2 separate regions of the Mus musculus genome follow, and region 1 is linked to region 2. Evidence: chromatin contacts called from public promoter capture Hi-C data. All regions are on one chromosome and are shown on one strand. Each heading gives the region's core, a stretch centred on a gene start, on an enhancer-like site or on the middle of the called end of the contact. The rest is flanking DNA. Distances are from core to core; before and after follow the strand shown.

Evidence for each region. Promoter capture Hi-C pulls out the DNA fragments that hold promoters and counts their contacts.
Region 1: a promoter capture Hi-C map of liver shows a contact between it and region 2. The contact joins two enhancer-like sites. A contact is called at or near these places in 13 of 39 promoter capture datasets (the 3T3-L1 cell line, 3T3-L1-derived adipocytes, the C10 cell line and 7 more), 10 of 484 Hi-C or Micro-C datasets (CD4 T cells, LSK cells, the N1E-115 cell line and 5 more), 14 of 115 datasets of contacts at active chromatin or transcription factors (the 230-238 cell line, T-cell acute lymphoblastic leukemia, astrocytes and 7 more) and 1 of 9 other capture datasets (embryonic stem cells).

The regions. Positions count from the first base shown.
Region 1 is chr13:111,428,332-111,434,608 of GRCm38.p6, forward strand. It overlaps Gpbp1 (GC-rich promoter binding protein 1), which reads right to left. Exons shown (of 13, transcript NM_028487.5): 12 at 5,217-5,319. Among named protein-coding and RNA genes, the nearest start is that of Gpbp1, 59 kb to the right of the region's middle. Within about 2 kb of position 3,065, at least 7 of the 459 cell types and tissues checked have an H3K27ac peak or open chromatin away from gene starts, as enhancers often do. A contact at or near this core is called in liver, where this site is marked.
Region 2 is chr13:111,722,753-111,728,621 of GRCm38.p6, forward strand. It overlaps the pseudogene Gm15488. Among named protein-coding and RNA genes, the nearest start is that of Mier3, 40 kb to the left of the region's middle. Within about 2 kb of position 2,694, at least 391 of the 459 cell types and tissues checked have an H3K27ac peak or open chromatin away from gene starts, as enhancers often do. A contact at or near this core is called in liver, where this site is marked.

The DNA of each region.
Region 1 (6,277 bases), core at 1,815-4,314, 290 kb before region 2:
CAAAATCCTGATGCTTGTAACTCAGGTATTTTATATTCTCAAAACCACGTTACCTAACATTTCTCCAGTACAAGCTGTAATCCTGCAAATTGCTACAACATATTCCCAATTCATCATATCCTGATATGACATTCCAAGTCCTTCATATTCTTATTACGGGTTAAGTAAACCAAATAAGTCAGCCAAACTTGAGTTCAAATTCTAATTGCTTTTCTCATAAACTTACAAGCTGTAGTCTTCTATCCAGCAGTAATAATAATAGTATCTACACCATAACAATAACTTACAGAAGCACTGTTAGGAAACACTTAGCATGGCACCTAGTGTAAATTATGAGCTAGTTAACAATCGTTGTTAAGAACCTTTAAAAGCTTTCCACCCAATTCTCTTTCTGATACTTTGAGCCCAACAAAAATATATTTTCTAACTTTTTTGCCTAATTTACATCTTGCTCCGGCAATATCATTCATCTTTTATCTTATCTGTCAAAAGCCAATTCAAATCTAACTTCTTAAATATTGCTAAGTCATTGCAAGTGGAACTATGTCCACATTAACCACTACAGGGGAAGAATTCTGAAAGAGGGAACATTTTTCTTAACAGTCTGTAATGATAATAGGCACTCAAGAAGGTCTTCATTTTGCATTTCTCCATCACCCCACTCACTCCTCTTTGGTCCTCATCAGCAACATTTAGAACTATTATCACAACCTGATTTACATAGGAATTTATATATTCTCACTAACTGGAGAAAGGAGTGCAACTCTAGACATTTAAACATATCTGAGCACTCAGTATATATTTGCTGAAAGAATGTTTAAACCCAGAACCATTAAGTTCCAACTCTGTTATCAGGAATAATACTAATTCTTTTTATAAACAATATCTTTAATTTTTCGGGTACCTAGTTATCAAATGTTTCATAGTATTTAACATAAACATGCTTTTATCATTAGTTCAAAAATATAGACTCTATGTATGTTTTACTAGCTTCAAATTCACAATATGGGAAAATAGTATCTTAGTTATTTTATTATCAAAATGGTTTAGCTACCTGCCTCAGTTATCACACGGTGTTAGAGTCAATTATCTTGGTAATATACTATCTTCGGAATACTACCCATAGCAAGAGTACTAGGTACATTTTCGATGATACTTTTCTTTAAACTCCAAGTGTTCCAGATGGAGGTAGCTTAGCTGTAGAGCGCTAGCTTAGCATCATGTACTGTAGAGAGGAGCTAACTTCCGTACAACAGACACCACATGAGTAAGTGGATGCCAGGGCCTGGACTGGATATAAAGACTGACTACAAAGGCAAATGGAAAACATCTAAGAAATATTGATTTAATATAACAAGGTTACAGTATATAAAAATCAGCACAGAAAAGTCAGATGTTTCTAAAAGAATGAACACTGATAACAACTAAATGAAAACTGATTAGAAGTCAATTCCATTTGTACAATGATTAAAGTTCACAAAGAGGTTTAAAATCTGATATACTCCAAACCCACACCAAACCATCCATCCCATGCTCATAGTTTGGAAGATTTAACTTTGCTAAGATATAAACATTACCCCAAATGTTTACAGATTCAACGAAATCCCATTTGAAACAATGGCATTTGTTAAGGGGCAGCAGGAAAGGGGGAATCCAACCTTCTACTAGAACAGGGCAGGGTAGACAAAAGAGTAAGGATTGGGTAGGGATATGATCAAACTTACTACATGCACGTATAAAAATCTCACCATGAAACCACTAGTTGTAATTTACATATATTAATATAAAAGGGTTTTTTTAAAATAGATATAGAGAAGCCAGACAATAGTGGCATGCACTTTCAATGCCAGCACTTGGGGAGTAGAAGCAGGTGAATCTGAGTTCAAGGTCAGTCTGGTCTACAGAGCGAATTTCAGGGCAGCCAGGGACACAGCAAAGAAACCCTGTCTTGGGAGGGGGTGGGGAGAGAGATATAGAGAGTCAAAGAAAATTCACTATAAAATTTACATGGAATATGAAGAGACCACAAAACAATCTTTTAAAGCAAAGTTATGAGACCTTCCTGACTTTTAAAAATTACCACAAAAATAGTTCTAAAAACAGTGTAGTTAAAACTTAACAAATGCAGAGTATTTGCCTGGCCAGCACTGCTTAGTGATCCTCACCACTGCATGAACTAGGCATGGTAAATAGAATAAGCCTGCTATTTCAGCACACCAAGAAACCCAACCTAAGTTGAAGGTCATCCTCCCAGACTACAAGGCAACCAGTGCTAAAGCCTGTCTTTATTTTTTTTAATTTAAAAAAAAAAAAAAAAGACTCAAACTGACAGACCAAAGAAATGGAGAGCCCAGAAATGAAACCCAAGTGTAGCTTGGGTACCTGCTACTTATCTATTTAAAAAATTTTTATAGCATTTAGTAGGTTCTCTCCTTATACCAAAGGGTCAAACTCAAGTTACCAGGTTTGATGGCAACTGTGTTTATCTGCTAAGCCATCGATCTCACTGGGCCTGGCCAGATCAGAAATAAATAAATAAATAAATAAATAAATAAATAAATAGCCACATTGCTCACGCCATAGCCTCCTATCCTTAAGTTGTCAACACTCGGTCACAGTAACACCAAAAGCCCCTTAATACCCATGTAAGGTTGGACCTTTAGTGTATACTATTATAAAAAGAAAACCTAAACACTAAGATCTAAAACTTGAAAGAGACGAAAAGCTTCAAAAGTTTAATCCAAAGTACAAGCACCAAAAACCTTAAATAAATAAATAAATCAGACTAAATCAAAGTATTTTCATAAACTGAGCTACAACCAAAAGCTAGGGTGCTTTTTGCCCAGCATGTACAAGGCTCCAGTCTTGATCCTGCCACACCATCCCTTCCCCCAGTCAACAAGATAAAAAGGCCTAATGTTTACAACATATAAAAAAACTCAATGACAAAATCTGATAGAGGTGACTCAAAGGTTAAAATGAAAAGCACTGGCTGCTCTTCCAGGGGACAGAGGTTCTAGTTATTTATCCACATGGTGGCTCACAAGCATAACTAACTCCAGTTCTAAAGGAGTCAATGACCTTTGCTGGCACACACACACACATAGATGGAAGGGAGTGGAGGATGTCGCAGTGATATGACATGGGTTGGCCTTGGGTATGACCTCCAGCATGGGGTGGGTGGAAGAGTGAGCTAGGAAAAAAAAACATCATTTGAATAGAAATTTACCCAAAGAAGTTAAGTTACACAAATGGAATTCAAGCCCATGAAAAGATCAAATTTCATCGTGGTAGATTGAATGAGAGTACCCAATTAAATTTGAAGGTCCCAGCTGCTGAAACGTTTGGGAGGATTAACAAGTATAGCATTGTTGGAGTACAACGTGGGCCACTGGGGCTGGGCTTTGAGGTTTAAATAAAAAAAAATGCATGTCACTCTCAGTTTCTTTCTCCACCCTCCCCTCCTCCCCCACCCCTTTCTATTTTAATGTAAGGATGTAAGCTCTGAGTTACTGCTCCAGGACAACCATGCCTACCTGCCACCCTATCCCCTACCATCCTCATCATGAACTCTAAACCCCTGAAAAAAACTATGAATTCCAAATAAACTATCCCTACCATGAGTGCCCTTGGCCATAGTATCTTATCACAGCAATAGGAAAGTAACTAAGACACTAGTCATTAGAGAGACATTTACTGAAACTACTAAGTTACCACTTATACTGTAAGAGAAAGACACATAGAAAAGTATGAAGAAGAGAAACTGGAACTCCTGTACTGTTAGCAAGAAGTGTAAAATGGTATATTCCACGGGAAAATAGCATAAGGGTCTCTCTGAAAGCTTTCTTATATTGTTATTTCTAAATTATTTTTGTTTAATGTGCATGTGTGAGTTCTTGCATGAACATCTGTGCACTATGACATGCCTAGTACCCAGAAGAGGTCAGAAGAGGTCAGAAGCAGCAATGGAGTCCCATTACTGGAGTTGCATACATGCCTATAGGCCATTGTCAAGATACCCAGAGTGAGTACTGGGAAGTGAACATGGGTCCTCTGCAAAAAGCTCTTAACACTGAACCATCTCTGCAGTCCCTAGATAGATCTACTATAAAATGTACATGTGATGGAGGACAATACACACGGGCTCGGTTCTCTCCTACCCAGCAGGTCCTAGTGATCCAACACAGGTCTTCAGACTTTGTGTCAAGTACCTTTACCTACTTGGTCATCATGTAACCCATAAAATTTTCCTTTATAAAGTGTGTCTATCAGTCTGTGTGTCATATGTGTATGCAACACATATGTAATTCACTTGTGGTCAGTTCTATCCTTCCATCATGTGAATTTTTTTAAATTTGTTTTTATGTGATCTTTTGTTTGCATGTATATCTGTGTGGGGATGCCAGAGCCCCTAGAACTGGAATTATTAAGTGCTGGGAATTGAACTCAGTTCCTCTGGAAGAACAGCCAATGCTCTTAGCTACTGAGCCATCCCTACAGCACGCCACCATGTGGATTTTGAGTATCAAAGTCAGGTTTTCAGGTTTGGTGGTAAGTGCCTTGACCTATTATCATAACCAGGGCCCAACTTTTTTGTTGGAAATGGATGGTGGTGATAGTTGCAAACAAAAAATATATTTAAGCCACTGGGGGGGGGGGGGGGATCAGTAAATTTTATGTAGTTTTAATGCAATTTTTGAAAGTACAATGAGGATAAAGTCTACACTCAAATTATTATGACTGCTTCATGAATGACTCCATTCAAAATATTTAGGCAATGTTTCTAAAGGTCACAATACCGACCATAGTATTTCTGTATAGAAAATCAGTTATATATGGTAACTATTTTTTAATCTATTATGGATTAAGAAAAATAATGCTCTAGCAAATATTTCCTAATAACTCAAAAGTAAAGGATAGAGACCAAAAACAAGATAGTTTAGTATATTAAATATTCTTTTTTCAAAGGATCAAAGACAAAGTTAATTAAAATTTGTCACTCATGTCATATAACCAAATCAAAAGTTTGGAAAACAAGACTTTGGAAGCATTTTGTTCACCTAGATACTGAATACACAAGAAGTCACTGCAGATTTGTCTCAAAGGGAATTCTGGCCTATGTAGTGTGATGGATAGTAAATTTCTAAACAAATAAAATTTAAACTGTCCCACCAGCCATGTTTCCCTGTGATTTGGTTAGGCTCAGATGTTCTTACCTGTTCACTAATAACTTGGAATTCTCTCATTTCATCCTCAGTTAAGGGAGCACATGTTTCATCATTTTCACTGTCTTCCTGCCAGCCCATTTCTTTTAATAATCTGCAAAGAAGGAAAACATGCTTAATTTAGAGCTACACCTAGGTTGTGTAATTATTACCTTTATCCTATATAGAAGAAAACATGATCCACAATCTATTATATACAGTCCCCAAGATACAAAATAACTTCTGAGTTTATTTTCTTAAAAATGAGTTATTGATCAAGTAAACCATATTTGGTAATAAGAAAGAATGAACTGCCTAATTGCTTAGATCTTTAGGGACAAGGTTCTCTAAGCTGGAAATATGCAACAGGGAGAGTCAAAAATAAAAATGACAAATCCTTGTAGCAACAGTAGTAATAATGCCACTTTTGCTGCTTCTTAAATGCCACCACAATCCAACAAATTCTCAACTAATCATTAGGACTTCCACTTGAGAGCGTGTAAGTCTCATCTATACTTCACTCTGCAACAGCTATCTATGTTGAATGTATGTCACCATCCTCAGGACACAATTCAATCTAAAACAGAGTAATTATGTGCAACAGTAACGGAAAACCTCTCAACTTATATAGCTATAGTGGAAAGAAAATGCTTCCATTTTAGGAAAAGAAAGCTAAGAAGACTAACAGAGAACTAACTGTTATGACTTGGGCAAGCATACCACACATGAGGCACTAACTTTAAATGTTCTGCTTCTTTTAAGGCCAATTTTAAGGCAATTTTTTAAAAAACGCACTCCACTCCTTAAAAGTATTTCTGATATTTCTATTTGCCTATCTTACAATTTGCATCTATCACATACCAAGTTATTATAGATTTCAGAGATTTTTTTTCAAGGTCTCAAAGAATTTATTAGTACTCATGAGTCCTAAATAGTATCTAACATGCTATTCCTATTTTACAGAGTAAGAATTACAAGTCATCTATATAAAACAATCTGCTTACTTCACAGCAAAACAAAAAATTTTAATTTTCTGCCTCCCAAATTATTATGTACCACACTGTACTGCTTCA
Region 2 (5,869 bases), core at 1,444-3,943:
GCTTAAGCCACAATCACTATGGCAAATATAGTCCTACACCCTATGACTGAGGTTGAATATGGATATTTATTGCCTGAGTACAATTTTTGATATTCCTTTGTCATATCCATCAGTGACTACCCCATCCAGGCATCTAAAACTAAATCAGTTTCCAGTGGAGTGAAAAAAGATCGGGTCATACTTGTGATATGCTGCACCTATTATACAACACGGCAAAGGCACAGACACAACATGTGAAACTAAACTACCCCATAAGGACAATCTTACTTAAAAACCTAAATAGAAGTCTGTTTTAATCCCTCCATCTTTATGAATAACATTAGTTATGAGCATAAAATAATGAGTTTATTATGATACTTTAATACATGTTCTTTCATCTTCTTAAACAATTTATTTCCAGTCTAGAATATCATGTTTTTGTTTTTGTTTCTTTTTTTTTTCCCCCGAGACAGGGTTTCTCTGTGTAGCCCTGGCTGTCCTGGAACTCACTCTGTAGACCAGGCTGGCCTCGAACTCAGAAATCCGCCTGCCTCTGCCTCCCAAGTGCTGGGATTAAAGGTGTGTGCCACCACGCCCGCCTGAATGTCATGTTTTTGAAAGACTTGTTCCTAACAGATGATGAAGCACAGAACCAGCAGACCATAGAGAAGGCAGAATCTAAATTTTAATGATAATATGAACAACATTCTTTAGACTCAGTTTTACAAAGTTATATACACATATATATCCACACGCATATATTTATTTAGTCTAATTTGATATCCCTTGGATATTATTTTAAAAGTGTATTTTGCTAATGACTAGTATAGAAGATTTATGTGAGAACAAATGAATCTGACCTTCATGCTGTTTTTTTCTATAACTGGTAAAGGAGAAAATGAATATATATTGGGAAAGTCTCATGACCAAAAAATGCATTTATTGGGATGGAGAGATGGCTCAGCAGTTAAGAGCACTGGCTGCTCTTCCAAAGGTTCTGAGTTCAAATCCTAGCAACTACATGGTAGCTCACAACCATCTGTAATGAGATCTGATGCTCTCTTCTGCGGTGTCTGAAGTCAGGTACAGTGTACTTACATATAAATGCAATTATTCCATCACACATTATAGCATACTTTAACAGACAATGTAATTTATAAGGTTAATTATGAAATTAAAAGTCTGAAAACTTGGGTTTCAAATTCAAATCTTTATTTACTCTGACTACAGAGCTAGACCAGCAATCTTTGGCAATACTAACAGCTTTTTACCAGGATACATAGATTCTGTTTCTTGGGTATCAATCCTTCAGTGACAAGACAAATCTTCCTGTAGACACCTAAACCCAAGGTCATACAACGAATGTCTTCTGGTTTAAAGCCATTTGGTTGTTGATAGCCATTTTCAAACAGTCTCACCTTTTGATGCTGGACTCTCAGAAGGTGTTGATTTTTTGACTCAACTGGTTCTGGAAGCACAAGAAATTTGATGGCTTACTATGGTCGTTTAAAAATAGAGCCTGGGGAACCTTTGGTAACGTTCCTAGAACAACGTCACCTGTAATAATTTTATCTTTGGGTCTTTTGCAATGTGTTGAAGAATCTGAAAGTTTCTGTTTCCTACGCAGCAATCGACTAAAGTTCTGGATGATTCCTGGGTTATTGCCCTTAATGAACTAAGCTATGCTAAACTGAGACCCTAGAAGAAGCAATTCTTTGGGAGAGGTCAATGTTCTCTAACCCGCAACCATGAGCATCCAAGTAGCCAGTCATCAACATGCGTTTTGTTTTGTTTTGTTTTTGCAAAGAAACTTGGGCATGGAAATGCTAGGGAACGTGCCCGAGGTACTAAAGCTGTAAACGGAAAGATCAGAAGCAGACACGTAGCTCAGCTTTCCCTCGAACCATTCAATAGCTACTTGAATGTTTTCAAATAAGAATCTTCGTAAACACTTTTTCCCATAGGCGTGTCCTTTTCAAAGGCAAACTTAAGCCAAATTCACATCCCTTGTCATATAGTCTCTCCCGGGAGTGGTAATTTCTTCTTTGACTATATCACTCTTACTTCCAGAACTATTTTTTTTTTTTAACAAACTGTTGTTTCTGAACAAAAAGGAAGAAACTTTCTCTTGATATTTCTAAGGTAACGCCACACCCGAATTCACGTCTCCGTAGTGTGAAGCTTCGGGAAGGCGCTTGTGTCTGTCTCACTTTCAGCCGAGTCTTCCGCTGCATAGACTGCAGATCAGCAGCACGCTCACAAACGCCAGCCGTCACAGCCCACGGCGACCCACCCCGAGCAATCCATGGTTTTCTGCTCTTTTCTACGCGTTAATGAGACTAAGCCTTGACTTTTCCGAGGAAGTTCAAACTCCTAGGTCCCGGTTGAGGAAAGGCCACACCCCCACTTTGTAAGTTTCTATTTGCTCCTTTGCAGCATCCTTGTAAGGGCGGAGTTACTAAAGGAAAAAAGCGCGCGCGCGTGAGACCCAGCAGCGCGGCGCACACTGGGAAAGGGGACACAGGTCCCGCCCCCGTAAGGTGGGCATCTGCGTTACCGAATAGCCCCAACCCCCTCGGCGACCCTCAGCCTCAGGGCTCCGCCTACTTTGGGCTCCACCCACTTCAGGTTCCTTTCGCCTTAAACCTCGGGTTGTCCCAGGCTCCACCCACCTCAGGCTCCTCCTCTTAGGCCCGCCCACCGCAGAACTTTGGAAGCCCCCAGGCTCCACCCACCTCAGGCTCGGCCCCCCCCAAGGCTTGCTCGAGTCAGCCCAGGGCATCCCGGGGCTTCAAGTACTTCAGGCTCCGCCTCCGCGGCCCGCCCGCCTCAGCCCATTGGCTGGGCGTAACAGCTTTGGCAGCAGCGAGGGCTGCGTGACGTCGTGAGGTCCTGCCATTCCGTCCTCTCACTTCGGGTTGTAGGTGAGGCTTCTCACATTCTGGGGGGGACGAAGCGGCGCCATCGCCCCCACACACCCTGCAGGCTGCTCTGTGGTGCAGCGAGGAGGAAGGCGTGGAAGAGGCGCGTCGAATCCTCGCCCCGCTCAGTTAAGGGAGGAGCCGGGCTGCGCTGTCCCGCCCTCCGGGCCTCCGCCCAGGGTGTCCCACACCGCAAGGCTCCTGCAGCCCGGGCGCGCAGAGCTGGAGCAGCCTGCTCTCGCTGTGCGTTTGCGCTCTCATGGGTACAACGATCTTGGTTGTGCGCGAAGAGTCACTGGACTTCATGGCATCCTGGCCTCTAGGAACGCTCCCTGGGCGTGGGCCGCCTGGTTTCTTTCCCAGGGTTGTGCCTGCTGCTTGTAACGTCTGTCCTCAGCCTCTGCTTAGTCCCTACTCTCATGGGCTCCACTCAGCTGAACTCTTCTCGGCCAATTTCCAGCCTTAGCCTGGACCTCAGGCGCTTCTAAGAGCGAGCGAACCCATTCAAAGAGGCACACACACACTGATTTAGTTTATGCGTATTAGTGATTTACCTGCATGTATATATGTGCACCTTGTGGGTATCTGGTGTCCACGGTGTCCGCTGGAACCGGATAAATGGTTGTGAGCGACCATGTGGATGTTGGGAACAGAATCCCAAGGTAGCTGCATGAGTGTTCTTAACTAAAGTGATTTGTGAATATATAGACATAAGAACAAAATGCCCTGTTTGCACTTCATTCTCCTAAACAGCCGAAGGCAAGATTACCAGACAAAATGCTTTCTTAAGGAGCTTTTTAAGGTATAGTATATGATATTTCATAGTGGTGTATGATAAACCGCACACACTTAAAGTGAACAATTTGATAAATCTTTTGTCTATACACTAATCAAAATTAAGATTGTAAATGTATCCATCACTTTCAAAATCCTGTTAGAACCTTTCTTTAACCATTCTCATGTATTCTTTCATTCCCAGTCCCCAAGTGACCATTAAGCTTTCTGTCATTGGATTAATATGATCATGTTATATTATCCTTTATATTACTGGGTTCTTTTGGTAAGATATTTAAAGAAAATTTGCATATGCATTATGAGAGATATGGGTCTATAATCTTGTGTTTGATGTTATTTTATCCAGTTTTGGATAAATACTAGCCTCATGGAAGGTGGGAAGCCATTTCTCCATGGATGGTATTTGAAAGAACTTTAATAACTCACTCAATGCACAGGGCCAGCACCCATGTGTATCAATAGGTCGGGTGTCCACACGACAGATTCTGGAACTTTGGTTTCTTTTTAAAAGAAAAAAAAAACACGCACACAGAAATATTATAAGAATGTGTTTTGGAGGCTGGAGAGATGGCTCAGCAGTTAAAAGCACTGACTGCTTTTCCAGAGACCGTGAGTTCAACTCCCAGCAACCACATGGTGGCTTATAATCATCTGTAATGGGGATCCGATGCCCTCTTCTGGTATGTCTGAAGACAGTGAAAGTGTACTCACATACATGAAATAAAAAAATAATAAATCTAAAAACAACAACCCAAAAAGAATGTGTTTTTGTTTTAATTCCAGGCTTGCTTTGACCTGTCAGAATCAGCTGATCATGATTTGCCTCATGCTCTAGCAAAAGCCTGGTTTTGCCAGCTGCAGATAGTTTCTGCGATTGTGTGACATTTGGAATTCTGGGAACTTTTCTGAGGGTATATAAATGTGAGGGCCTTGTGGTGGTTTGAATATGCACAATTAGGAAGTATGACCTTGTTGGAGGAACTGTGACACAAAGTGGGTTTTGAGACCTTCTTTTAGCCACTTGGAAGACAATCTGCTCCTGACTTTCTTTGGATGAAGATGAACTCTCAGCTCCTTCTGCACCATGCCTGGCTGGAAGCTGCCATGCTCCAAATTGATGATAATGGACAGAGCCTCTGAACCTGTAAGCCATCCTCAATTAAGTGTTGTCTTTTATAAGAGTTGTCTTGGTCATGGTGTCTGTTTATAACAATAAACCCTAAGACAGGCCCCCAAGAGGCATGGTGTGTAGTCATTGGTCATTTAGAGAGGTTGGTTACAGTTTGTTAGTAGATATGGTCAAAGAAGAAATAATAGAAAAGAGATTAGATTCCAGGATCTCTCTGTCTTCTCTCTTTCTCTCTATCCTTCTTAGGGGTGAAACTAGGGCACAGAATAAAGGGTAGGAAAAAGAAGAACCCACAAAGTAGCCAAGACCAGCTACAAGTGGCTCCTATTGGGCACAAGAAGGAAAAAACGAGAAATTTGATTTTAAATGTAGAGGAAATGGCAGGTGACAAAGAAATGTTTTTATTTTTTTCAAGTGGAAAAAATTCTTTTGACTTGTATCACTGGGATACCCCTTGCTTTGCTCTTAGAGGGGATTTTCTGTTTCTTTTTTGTATATTTTGTTTCAAAAAGGTTGAAAGACTGGCTAAGTAGTTGAAAATATTGCAGGTGGAAATGAAGGGAACTGAGAAACAAAAAATGGCTGAAATGGGGAAACAGAAGGGGGCTCTCTGCTCTCTCATTTCTCAAGGGTTTCACAGCTGTCTGTGAAACTGGAGAGGTTCCTGGTGGAGGTGGAAGTACCTGGGGATCAAGGAGTACTGGAGAAGAGAACACAAAAGCTCAGTCCTGGTGACTGAGCATGACTGGGAATTTCCCGAAGGAGGTGAGAGGGAAAGAAACTGCCAGAGGGCAGTGGAGTCAGAGAAAAGCTGAAAGAGTGGACAACCAGATGAGATAGCCTGTTTGGAAAGAAAGGGTCAATCTGGAACCTGCTGAGCTGCCAGGATTAGGGGAGGGGCATCCAGGATTATGACATCACCATCAGCTTTCCCGTTAGTCTACAGCATATATCTGCTACTGGCGTAGAGCACAGTTAGGACAAGATAGGATGTGAAGAATAAAGATAAAAAATTACTGAACTCTTCCTCACCCCAGAGCCCGAC